3 separate regions of the Mus musculus genome follow, and regions 1 and 3 are each linked to region 2. The links are chromatin contacts, called in public Hi-C and promoter capture Hi-C maps. All regions are on one chromosome and are shown on one strand. The core of a region is the stretch at or near the end of the contact, and the rest is flanking DNA. Distances in the headings are between cores, read along the strand shown.

Region 1 (4,136 bases), core at 1,132-3,631, 450 kb before region 2:
AGAAAAAAAATAGAGTAAATATTGAATAAGGAGCCAATAGTCTTTGTCAGAAAGAAGGCAACAGGGCTTCCTCCATGTCCTCACACCCTCTGGGGGCGATTCTGAAAGCATCGGCTCCTCATGGTCGCCAGCTCCTAAATGTCAGTGGCTTTCTCTATCTAAGTTCTAGAGGCAAAGTATAGACACTGTTTTTTTTTTTTATATATATAAATTGACAAGAGTGTGGTATGTTCAGGTGGCTACTGTCCTTTTCAGAAGGGTAGGGAGCTGACAATACTGTCATCTCTTGAAGTGCATTTAGAACTTAGGTCAGAACAACACAGATGTGTTGTCCCAGAAGCCAGGGGTCCCTTGGAAATGTGTTGGATACGAGCGGGAATGCTCTGCTTTATTTCAATCCTCTGAGTCTCCTCCAGTGGAGGACACACGCTTATCTTCAGAGGTGTCAACAGCTCTGGACAGTGGGGACAGGACTGACAAAAGACAGCTAGTTTAAGAAATTGTTCTGTCATAACCCTGTGGCTCTCATCGCTCAGTTATCTGATCCATTTCGCTAAAGCTTGGTTTACACTCCGGGTCTACTCTAAAGCGAAGGGAGAGATCAGTAGAACAAACAAATGGGCTACATTAAACTCACTCCAGATTGTCCATGTAAGAGTCAAGTCTGAGGTCCTCCTTGTCTGCTCTGGCATGTTAACTCCTACACAGTATTTCGATGTGCTTTAAGGTTTTGCTCTTAGTAGTACCTGAAGGACTTGGGGAAGCTCAGTCTGGGACAGTGTCTGCTTCCAAACTTAATCTCCTCCAGCCTTAGGTTCCTTTCCTGAATTAACTGTGTGGCTCGCCAAGTTCCAAAAAATAAGGAGGCGTCCCTTTGAAAATTTTTTTAAATACTAAGCCTTAGCAAGTCTGCGTGCACCTTTGCGCACAACTTTTCTGGTCACATTCCGGGAAGACTGCTCCATGCAAGCTTGCAGTGTAGCAGTCAACACAGCAGGCGCCTTGCCTGAGCCCGGGCCACATTCATTGCCGGGCTTGTCATATGCTCTCTCGCTATTTATACTGCTTTGGGCCAGTTACTTGATCCTTAATAAAATTTGCCTCCAAGATGCCCTGCAGGGAAAATGACCTAGCTGGGGAGGGACCCTGTTCCAACTTCCTAACTGCTGATGCTCACCAAGTATCCTCTGAAAAGGTTGCAGGGGCTGGTGGGGGGGGGGGGAGGGGGAGAAGGTCTATGCCACTTCCTGGCATTTAATGGCACCAAGTGTTTTAGTGTAATATATTTATATCCCCTGTTCACGGCTGCCTTCCCTAAGTCAACCTCTCCCACATTGGCTCGGCTGTAGATGGCCCAGAGCAGTGTGGAAACTTGGCCTCATTCAAGGTCAGAACATTTGAGAAGAGGAGGGGTCACCCCAGTGATGATTTTTTTTTTTTTTTAACCAATCTTTCCTTTTTTTTTTTCTTCAGAAAGCAAGAATGGATCTATGGGGTGGAAATAATGAACCATTTATATCCCAAAATGAGACTGCCAGGAAAAACAAACACCAAAAGAGAACATTTTATCAGAGGGTTTACTGCCCAAGGCTAACGGGGTACAAGGTACTGAGTGTTCGGTGGCCTGGGCCAAGAGCTACAGTAAGTCATGCCTTTCCCTCCTGCCAGCCCGATCAGACTGCCTTAACCACCTGGTGGTGAAGAGCTTTAGCGTTGTCTAAGTGAGTATGGGCGGATACACCACATACTTGATAGCAACGTAGCGGCTGTTGCCACACTGGACAAGTGCGTCTGCGTAATAGTTGCGTAAGTCAGAGAGGCTCAGGCGGAGTACATCAGTGGGGGACCTGCTAACCTGTGGCTTATGTAACTAGGAGCCAGCCCTCCAGGGTGCTTCTGGTCGCCTTGGAAAGAATGTTCGGTCTTTGAACTTGGCCCGGGCTTCCAGCGGTTCTTTGCCCCAAAGGTGTGTGGAATGGCTCAGCTGTCAGCACCTGCTGGGGAGATAAAGGAGAGCACCCATAGCCTGATCCTCGTTGAGCACCAATACAGAGGAGGCTAGTGACAGGACCCAGATGGCCTCCCCCTCCCCACCCCACCCCACCAAACACCCTACGTGGATGGAGACCAAGGTCCCTTTATTTAAGGAGGCAGAATCCATAAGCCTGCTGCGATGGAAGACAAAGGTGAAAGGATTCCCTCTAAGCTAGGAACCTTAGCTATGACAGCACACTGTTGCATGGTCTGGGCATTGTGCTCTTCCCTGTGGACTGGAAATCTGGCACTCAGCTTTTCTCCTAGCTTACCTGGAGCAGGATAGTAAAGTAGGTCAAATTTGGGTCTGCTGCCCTCTCACCTCCAATCACCACACCGCTGCCCATGTCGAGACCTAGCTGTTTCCATCCGAGCTTCCAATCGTTCTTGCTCTGAACACCTGCTCGGCACCAGGTGTTGTGCCAAACACCAGGCAGTGAGCAGGCAGGACTTCCTTGGCACCGGGTGACCCCCTGTAGTGCCCTGGGCCTCTACCCATGTCTGTCAGGTTTGCCATGAATCCACGTGGCTCACACTATGTGACTCACACTACTAGTCACCAACTGTGGTTCTGTCCATCTCAGCCTTGGAGATAGGAGTCTTTGTTTTCATCATTACATATGAATGGATTATTCCTAGGAAACAATGGCAACTGTACATTGTTCCTGGGGGTTTCTGCAATCCTAGCACTTAGAGGATTTGAGGCAGGAGAATCGTGAATTCTAGGACAGCCTGAACTATGGAGTGGAAGCTTGCTGAAGAAGAAAAAGTGGATGGCCAGAAGAAATTATGTCTCCTACAGAATGGACCAGGACTCACTGGCCAGTTGGAGGTGGGAAATGGAGAGGAGGCCCCACAATGAGCAGAATAGTTCCATTCCCAGCAGAGATCAAGATACCTCCATCACATCCTCACGTATTGGTGACCTGAGTGTATAGTGGGTGAGAGAACACACTCTAGAGCTGGATTGACGAGGTAGGTTCGAGTCTCAGCATATTAGACTAAATGTTAAAAAGCACTTGATCTTTGTCTTAGTTAGGGTTTTACTGCTGTGAACAGACACCATGACCAAAGCAAGTCTTATAAAGGACAATATTTAATTGGGGCTGCCTTACAGGTTCAGAGGTTCAGTCCATTATCATCCAGGTGGGAGCAAGGCAGCGTCTAGGCAGGTATGGTACAGGCAGAGCTGAGAGTTCTACATTTTCATCTGAAAGCTGCTAGCAGAAGACTGGCTTCCAGGAAGCTAGGATGAGGGTCTTAAAACCCATACCTGCAGTGACACACTTACTCCAACAAGGCCATGCACACTCCAACAGGGCCACACCTTCTAATCGCGCCACTCCCTGGGCTAAGCATATACAAACGATAACCGTCTTCATTCCTTCATTTGTCTCTCATGAAAAGAAAGACAATGGAAATGTCTAATTGTATCTAAAAGGGTGTTTTAGGGATTAATATGCATTAATATGTGAGAGATCTCCATAAGATTGAGGTGCATAGTAAGCACTCTATAAGTACGGACTTTGGTTTTACACTAAAAGTCTATGCTTTTCTACTTTGCGGCCAGATTCTCACTGGAGTCTCTATTCAAAAACAGATGGCTCCTTAGCCAAGCTGCTGTTTCCTCATCCGTAGAGTGGGAAGTTGACCAAGGATGTTGGGGCAAAGTCAGGTGACCATGTTCTGGTCTCTGATCTCTTCTGAGCATGGGTAACTCATGTAACTTCTCTGTCTCCTGGAAAATAAACTTCGTTTCTCAGTCCCTCAGACCATTCAAATAATGCTAAGACTCCATGCCATGCTCTTGCTCATATCCTTGTAGATGGCTGCTTCACGACACATTCCTTTAGGCTGTCTTTAAATCAACTCACTGGGGTCCTTGGAGTGCACAATAGTATTTTTGTACTCAAAGATTACGCTTAGAATCTTCTAATTCATAATTGAAATTTTAAAACATTTGCACAATGACTGAAAATCATCTTACACGCTCTCATGCATACACCATTTGCACCTATAGATGTTCCATAGCATCCTAGGAAACTCCGGGTCCCTAAAATGCTTTCCATGATTGTTGTTCTATTTTTCTGTGATGGTTTGAT
Region 2 (3,824 bases), core at 650-3,149:
GAAATAAAAATTCTGAGATTCAAACCTATTTACAAATACCTAGTTCATTAACTTTGCCTGTTCCTTGACTCACAAGAAACATTAGCTCATAAATTAATTACCCCATTATTCTATTCTAAATCCTGCCATATGACTGGTTACCTGGTCCTCAGGTTTTTGCTTTGGTCTCCATCAGCATTCTGGGGTCATTCTCTCACCTGTCTCTGTCCCAACATATTCTCTCTCTCTCTCTCTCTCTCTCTCTCTCTCTGCTGGATGTCCCACCTTTTAACTTCATGCCTAAGCTCATTGGCCAATCAGCTTTTTATTGACAGGTCAATGTTTTTATACAGTGCACAAGAGATTTATCTCTATACTCATTTGGATGATCACCGAAGCTGTTGTTGACAGTTATTCACCTTTTATTGTTTTCCTTTTTTTAAAGACCAATGATTCTAGAGCTAAAGATAATGAAGGACCCTCTGTGTAGCTCAAGCTTGTGCAAGGAGGTGACAGTTGGGTGATTCACTAGCAATATTTTGACTGCCATTAGAAGAATAGAGTCAATCATACATGGTTGTGTGGTGTACTGGAAAGAGCAGGAGATCAGAGGGACTTGGTTAGAATTTAGGTTTTACTCTGTATTGGCTGTGAGATTTTGGATGATACAATTGACTTTCCTGCTTCTCTAGACTGCAATGATTTGAAATGCTAAAAAGAATTCCTACCACTTACATAAAAACACTGTCAGTAAGACAGCTAGTGCCTGCATAGAAACCCTGGAGTATATTAGCATTGTAAGTTTGCACATACAGTTGAAAGGTGTTGAGGAAGGAGATTTATAAGTGTCTACTGATATGTTTATAGATATTTTATTTTCAACTGGAGGTACTGGTAGAAATATTCTTTTTCTATTGTCAAAAAATTTTTTTAGCACACACATCCTTTTTGTTACATGTCACCCAACTAATTAATGAGTTTATTAATTGTTTTATTTTATGAAGTAATTTGTGCATGTAGGTGTATATTACTGGGAGTTGAACTCAGGGCTTAACTGCTAGATTAACTTTTGACTAGCTTATTATAGTCAGGCTCTCATGGAGTTTTTTCTGTTAAGATTCAACAATTCATTTACTCTTTCACTTAGATAACGTAGATCACCTGTTCTCAACCTGTGGCTCTGTAACAACCCTTTCACAGTGGCAGTGTAAGACTTATCAGAAAACACAGATGTTTACACTAGGATTTATAACATAGCAAAATTAGTTATGAAGTAGCAACAAAAATAATTTTATGGTTGGGGGACACCATATTACAAGGTCAAAGCATTAGGAAGATTGAGAACTACTGCCTTAGAGTTTTTAAACCACTCTCTCTCTTTTTTAATGTAGGAGAGTGTGCCTCTTTTCCCACAGCAAACATGGCGGAACAAACTTCAACCTGACGTCTTGCGCCCTCAACAAAGATGGCTACAGCACTTCCTGCTCTTGCCTTTAACAAAGATGGTCGCAATACTTCCTGTCTAGGACTTTTGCCCTCAACAAAGATGGTCTTTATGGTACAGGTTCCCTAGCAGTCTGGATTCCGGTTGTAGTTTTAGTTATTCTTTTTTTTTTTTTTTTTAAACGGTACGTGGTCGCAGACGTAAGTAAGATGACTCCATCTTCTCTCGCTGTCCCCGCGCCGTGGCGACATCGCCCCTGCGCGGCTCTCCCGGGGGCTGGACCGGGGTTCGGGTGGCGGTGCCGGGGGTCGGTTTCCTCCGAGAGGACAGTCTGCGGCTTCATTTACCGTGAAAATCGTCGGTAGCTCTAACTGTGCCACAACCACGGCTTTCAGCTGCCGAGACAGGGAACTTTTTACAAGTTCCAAATGGAAACACGCTGCCAAAACAAAACAAAACAAAACGGTCACCCACGCCCTCCTCACCTGCCACCTCCCGATTTGGCGGAAGATCGCGAGCAAGGCTGGGATCCGACGTCCCGCTTGTGTGGGCTGAGGGTGGCAGAAGCCCCGCCCGCCACCCTTGCTCCCCTTGCCTTCATTGCCACCGCAAGCCACCCCGCAGCACACTAGCGACCTGAGCTCATTCAGTGTCCCATGCATGCGTGCTCACGGCCCTACTGCGACCCACATTCCGAATTCTTGTGAGGCTTATCGGTAAAGGCACACAAACACTCATTTTCTTGAGGGTGCTTGTCCTTTCTTTGAATGCTCTATAAACTTCTTTCCTCCGGACTGTCTTCTATTGCTGGTCAGGGTCTATAAATAAATGTCCCTGGTGCTTTTTAGCAGTTTCTAAAGCGTGGGTGCTGGACTAACTCTGGCAAAGCAATATTGAAATCCACTATTTTCTAGCATTTAATTTTATATAATAATATAAATAGATTAATAAATCTGTAATCCTTAGGGATTGCATTTTAAGTAAGGGATCAGATCTGTTTTCTGTTGGCTCTCTTACTGCACAAGGAATTGAAATAGGGCCCCATTATCGTGAGAAGCAGAGGTAGAAACATCCATAATGAGTGTCGTTCATTATGCCGGGAAGTGTTTGAAATATCCGTGGTTTGGCTTAACAGCCGCTTAGGAAACACCGTGGCTCAGCAGCCTCTTAAGATATAAAGACCTGACTGATTTTTGAGGTGCTCATTAATGAGTTTGCAGCAATACACTGACTTTGGGGGGGGGGGTGTCCATCAGCATTCCTGAAACCTAGGTGCTCATTTTGGCTCTTTCCAGGAAGAAATGGAAGCCAGAGACAAGCAGGTACTCCGCTCCCTGCGTCTGGAGCTGGGTGCCGAGGTACTGGTGGAAGGACTGGTTCTTCAGTACCTTTACCAGGAAGGAATTTTGACAGAAAACCACATTCAAGAAATCAAAGCTCAAACCACAGGCCTCCGGAAGACAATGCTGTTGCTGGACATCCTGCCTTCCAGGGGCCCCAAAGCTTTTGACACCTTCCTCGATTCCCTCCAGGAATTTCCCTGGGTAAGAGAGAAGCTGGAGAAGGCGAGAGAGGAAGTCACAGCCGAGCTGCCTACAGGTAGGCCCCAAAGAGATCCCCTCAAAACAGCTCTGGAAGTGTTGCAACCATGCCCAGTGGATTGGAATTTGGTCTTTTAGGAGGGACCAGGGCCACGAGCATGGGCAACGGTTTGGATGCAGAGGGCATGGCGTCGGAGGGTCAAGACGAGGAGGCGGTGTTAGGAAACTCGAGGAAGGAAGGGAACATGAACCCTGAGGCTGAGGGGTTAAGGAGGGAACTGAGAGTACAATTTAGACATGCTTCCAGGGGAACTTGGCAAGTCACATGGGAGGCTTGTTCTCATCGGAGAGCCAGGTCAATCTGAGCCCTTTGGCAACAGGAACCGTTTGGAAAGCGCAGATGGGAATGCAGGCTTTGGCCTACTGATAACTGATTTGTGGGGTGCCAAGCTGCCAGCTGGAGGAGGTCAGATCATGGGAGACAGCCTCTAGGAAGGCATGTCCTGCACCTGTCCCCACAGCCAGCCTCCAAGGCCAAGGGGATTATTTTGAAGCCTGCCTTTAGTTTGTTTTTAAAGGCTGTTGGTGTAAAGTGGCCCTTTAAAATTCAGCTCTGTGCAGACACCTGGGGAATTTTATTTTGCAAGGGCAGTAATTTGGGGGTGCGAGGGGGGGGCGGATCTTATTTTGATTTTTTTCCAGGAAAAAAAATCCCTGGAAGCAGTGATCTGAAAAGAAACAGCTTGGTGCTTGTGAGAGGAAGGTGCTGCGGTATAAATCACTGTTTTCTTCAACTCCTCCCAGATATACTGCTCTTTCACAAAGATGAGGGACTGACCTAGAAAGATTAATTTTTTTTT
Region 3 (4,179 bases), core at 1,319-3,818, 280 kb after region 2:
CACAACCCTTTTGGGGGCTGTAGAACGATCCTTTCACAGGATCACCTAAGACCCTCAAAAACACACATATTTACATTACAGTTATAAAGTAGCAATGAAAATAATTTTATGGTTTACAACATGGGGAACTGTATTAAAGGGTGGCAGCATTAGAAAGGTTGAGACCCATTGTGCTAAGCCATCTCCCTAGCCTGAGAATATGTTTATTATATTTTATTTAATGTTTCTAAGTGTGTTCTATTGGGAAGGCTTTCAAATTGCTACTGCATAGCAGGTAATGGAGAATAATAATGCTATTGGGAAGTACAGGAGGTTTTACTGTTGTTTAAAAGGTTTATAATCTCTTACCGCATTTATTTGGAAATACATTTAGGAAGACAGCAAAATCTTTAGGGGCTGGAGAAAAAGCTCAGCAGTTAAGAGCAAATCCTGCTCTTACAGAGGATTTGGTCCCCAGCACCTACATTGGGTCCCCGCCCCCAACTGCCTGCCATTCTAGATCTGGGGGATCCACCACCCTTTTTTAGCCTTTAAGGACAACTTCACTTACATGTCCATATCCCTACATAGACACACACACGTAAACATATAATTTGAAGTAAAAATAAATTTTAAAAAATAAGTAAAATTTCTTTAAATGTTCAATTCTGCTCAGTCCCAGATACTGCACAGTTATGATAGATGTCATTGTTCTTGTTCATCCAAGTTTTTGTGGTGGAAACTCTGAACTATGTGAATACAAAACTCAACAGAACAGGAAAAAAAATGTGGTGAAACAAGAACTGGAGCAAGCAAACCACCCAAGACAATGATTCTCAACCTGTGGGTTGGGACACCTTTGGGGAGGATCACATGTCAAATATCCTGCATCTGAGATATTTACATTACAATTCACAACAGTAGCAAAAATGCAGTTATGAAGTAGCTATGGAACTAATTTTATGGTTGGGGGTCACTGCCACACGAGGAACCGAATCAAAGGCTCACAGCATTAGGAAGGTTGCGAACCATTGACCTAAGGGGGGCTACATCTTTTGAGAAAGTGGAGGGGATTCTTTCAAACATCCCTCAGACCAGGAGATACTAATTTCCCAACTGTGGTTGGTAGAGGGATCCCATTGACTTTAGATGTCTACCAGGTAGACATGTAGTCAGTAGAGTCTTTCAAAGAACGGTTGCCTGGCTTGTAGTCTGAGAACCACATACAAAGCTTATTTGGGAGAATGGAGTTGGAATTTTTCCCTTAGGTTTTGATAGAGTTGTGTGAGGTGGAGTCTGGAAATCTGTGTTTTTAACAAGCATCCCTGGTGACTCTTAAGTACACTGAAGTGGAGAAGCTCTAGAGTGTATTTTTATTTGAACGGAGTCTGTTGCTATAATTCCAGGAGCCCCGCTGATTTGCACAGTTGGAATAAAAAGAGTCAAACAAAGATCTGTTTCTGCGCTTGACATGAAAGTCTCCAGGATTCTGTTACGTTAAACCCTCAGATTTGAGCCATGTCAGAAAGACAATTAAGACAGACAGACTGGTCATTAGTTCAGCAGTTTGCCCATAAATACATGCCTATCTAACCCCCTCCCCCACCCACTATCACATCTAGGTGCAGAAGTGCCCAACAAGGATTATAAAAGGGAAACACTCTAGAATCAGAGCAAAGTTGAAACTTCAGAGCATGTCTTCCTTGGGAAAACCTTTCCCACTGCAGTTTAGGAAAAGATGTGTAGCTAGTAACATTAGATACATTGTGTCTAAAGCCACGTGGTACTGTCGGACACCACATCTTTCATGTAGCCATTACTTACTTATGTCCATTTCCTTTCATTTTGTGGGTTTGGTTATGGTCCCTAAATTATCAAATCCAGTCCAAGGTAGAAGAATACCTTCAGGGGCTGGGGGCATGGCTCAATAATGGTGAACTTCCTAAATGTGAAGAAGGGAGGGAAGGAGGGAGGAGAAAAGGAGGGAGGGAGGGTACCTTAGGAAATTTTATACAGAGAGTATAACTACAATTCTGCTGCTCCGGGCAGGTACACGTCACATCTATTCAAATGTTGGTTAAACAAGGATCACTGAAGTGTTAACAGAAAAAGAAATACTACCTAATGTGGTAGGTGTGTGTGTGTGTGAGTGGTGTGTATGTGGTGTGTGTGTAGTATGTGTGTGGTGTGTGTGTGTGTGCGCGTGTGTGAGTGGTGTATGTGTGTGTGTTGGGATGATGCGTGGTTTATGGGACTAATAAAATAAGTTAAGATTAGTAGAGGATTAGGCTTGGGGGAGGAGATCATCACAAGTGCAGAGGACCTGGTCCTTTAAGGAGTGTTGTTAAGATAGAATGCTTAAAAGAATGCCATTCATTGGGAATGTCTTTTTTTTTTTTTGGAGAGGGAGATGGCACATGGAGGCATTTCAAATGAAGAACTTTGTTGTCATTGTTTCTTTGAAGCATCATTTTTGGTTTGCAAATTACATGCCATTTTTTTACAGACAACTAAAGAAACGTGATCCAACTGTATTCCTCTGCTGTCCCCTGTTTGAGCGTTTCCATATGGCTAACATCAGCCCGGAGATTTCTTTAGAAACAATTAAAGATCTTGCCAGATAGATGGGAAGAAACCACGTGAGCATGCTCCCTGCTTGCTAGTGACATTTTGTGGCCTCCCGACCTCTCTGACAAATTGCTCCGCCTGCTGAAGCAAGACCTCTCAAAGGCTGGGAAATGACAGCCCTTGTCTGAGGCATCTCTTCCCACAATCCAAATTGGGCCTTAAGGAAACAGTAACACAAAGTAGCCTGCTCTGTTTCTATGGCACCCAAGTGACAGCAGTAGGAAGTGAGAACAGCTGGCGCTGCCTACCACTCAAGGTAAAAGAGTTGCCAGTCAATTAATAGAATATGGTCCCACTTAGGAGACCATGCTAATCAAGGAAAGTTACGCTCTCTGCAGGTAGCATTCACTTGAAATGTATCATGGCTTATAGTCTCAAAGACTCATTTCTCACTGGGACTGTCATTTGTGGGTAGGAGTAAGCCTAACTGGATGCTTCCATTCCAGCTCTGGGGAAAGGAACAGTGGAGATCCCAGTTAGGACTGGGAGATCCTGGAGCCCTGAGGCCAACTTCCAGGGATAGGACCAGACTCGGGGATATGTGCTCATAAGCACAGGTGCCTGCAGAGGCCAAGTGTACTGTACAGAAGGTGGTCTCCTGAGTGAACTCTCAGCTGGAGACTGGCTAGGACAGAGGGCATATTAGTGAGGGATAGGGAGGCAAAGGGCCAGGCATGGCTGTCTCCATCAGACCAAGCCTAGTGATGAGAAGTCATTGACTAGTGGAAATGTGGCATGCCCTACTGAACAAATAAGAAGTTTGGAGTATAGGGTTTACCACTTCATCAAAGTTTTCTTATAAACTCTTTCTGTCTGACAACTGCCCCTTGCGCGCACACACACACACTCACACATGCTCATCCATCTATTTGGAGAGGAATCAATTGAGATGTCAAGTATTGGATAGGAATAGGATTTTTTGTGAACGGGGGAATGATAGAAAAATCCAAGTAAGGAATCACTCTCCCCCGGGTGGTTTTATTTGAGGTTATGTGTATATATGTACGTGTGTGTGTTGGGGGTGGGGTGGGGCATGTGCACATAAGCACAGATGCTTGCAGAGGTCAGAAGAGAACATTGTGTCTAGACAGTGTCTTCTTGCCACCCCACCCCACCCCACCCCCAGAGGGCAAGGACAGAGATGACGGGACCTGCTGATTCTTGCAAGTCCTCAGTCCACATCTGTCCACTCTGTTGCCTGAGAATGAAAATCAGCTTCTAATTTAGTACTCTTTGGGTATCACTGCTTTCTAATTTTCTCCTCTGTCAGGATATTACCATCAGGCAAAGATTTATATAGCAATTTTCATCTGAGGGAGATCTCTCTCTCTCTCTCTCTCTCTCTCTCTCTCTCTCTCTAGCAGAATGAATATCTCAAATCACCACTCACTATCATAACAGCCCTTCAGACAGGTCAGATGCACTTACTGCGTTGACTTACTCTGAGTATCAAATCCCAGAGGCCTCTGAAGCCTCTGCCCTAGAGAAGACCAAGGATCTGGTGGTCCAAGAAAACTAGGACAGCCTTACTTTTAAATTAAAAATGTAGAGATCCCAAATGAATGGTTCCCT

Evidence for each region. Promoter capture Hi-C pulls out the DNA fragments that hold promoters and counts their contacts. Hi-C and Micro-C count contacts between places; a contact is called where the count stands out from the background.
Region 1: a promoter capture Hi-C map of liver shows a contact between it and region 2, with 2.4 times the contacts expected there. The contact joins the promoter of 4732465J04Rik here to the promoter of Cradd in region 2. A contact is called at or near these places in 1 of 39 promoter capture datasets (liver) and 1 of 115 datasets of contacts at active chromatin or transcription factors (bone marrow-derived macrophages).
Region 3: a Hi-C map of uterus shows a contact between it and region 2, with 4 times the contacts expected there. The contact joins the enhancer-like site here to the promoter of Cradd in region 2. A contact is called at or near these places in 2 of 39 promoter capture datasets (the C10 cell line and cranial neural crest), 2 of 484 Hi-C or Micro-C datasets (bone marrow-derived macrophages and uterus), 2 of 115 datasets of contacts at active chromatin or transcription factors (embryonic basal ganglia and embryonic limb bud) and 1 of 9 other capture datasets (adipose tissue).

The regions. Positions count from the first base shown.
Region 1 is chr10:95,771,378-95,775,513 of GRCm38.p6, reverse strand. It overlaps 4732465J04Rik (a long non-coding RNA gene), which reads right to left and starts at 2,381. Exons shown (of 5, transcript XR_380952.1): 1 at 2,307-2,381; 2 at 1,749-1,791.
Region 2 is chr10:95,321,784-95,325,607 of GRCm38.p6, reverse strand. It overlaps Cradd (CASP2 and RIPK1 domain containing adaptor with death domain), which reads left to right and starts at 1,899. Exons shown (of 3, transcript NM_001330138.1): 1 at 1,899-2,139; 2 at 2,719-3,022. The coding sequence starts at 2,725.
Region 3 is chr10:95,042,695-95,046,873 of GRCm38.p6, reverse strand. No RefSeq gene overlaps it. Among named protein-coding and RNA genes, the nearest start is that of Gm40744, 83 kb to the right of the region's middle. Within about 2 kb of position 2,568, at least 8 of the 459 cell types and tissues checked have an H3K27ac peak or open chromatin away from gene starts, as enhancers often do. A contact at or near this core is called in uterus, where this site is marked.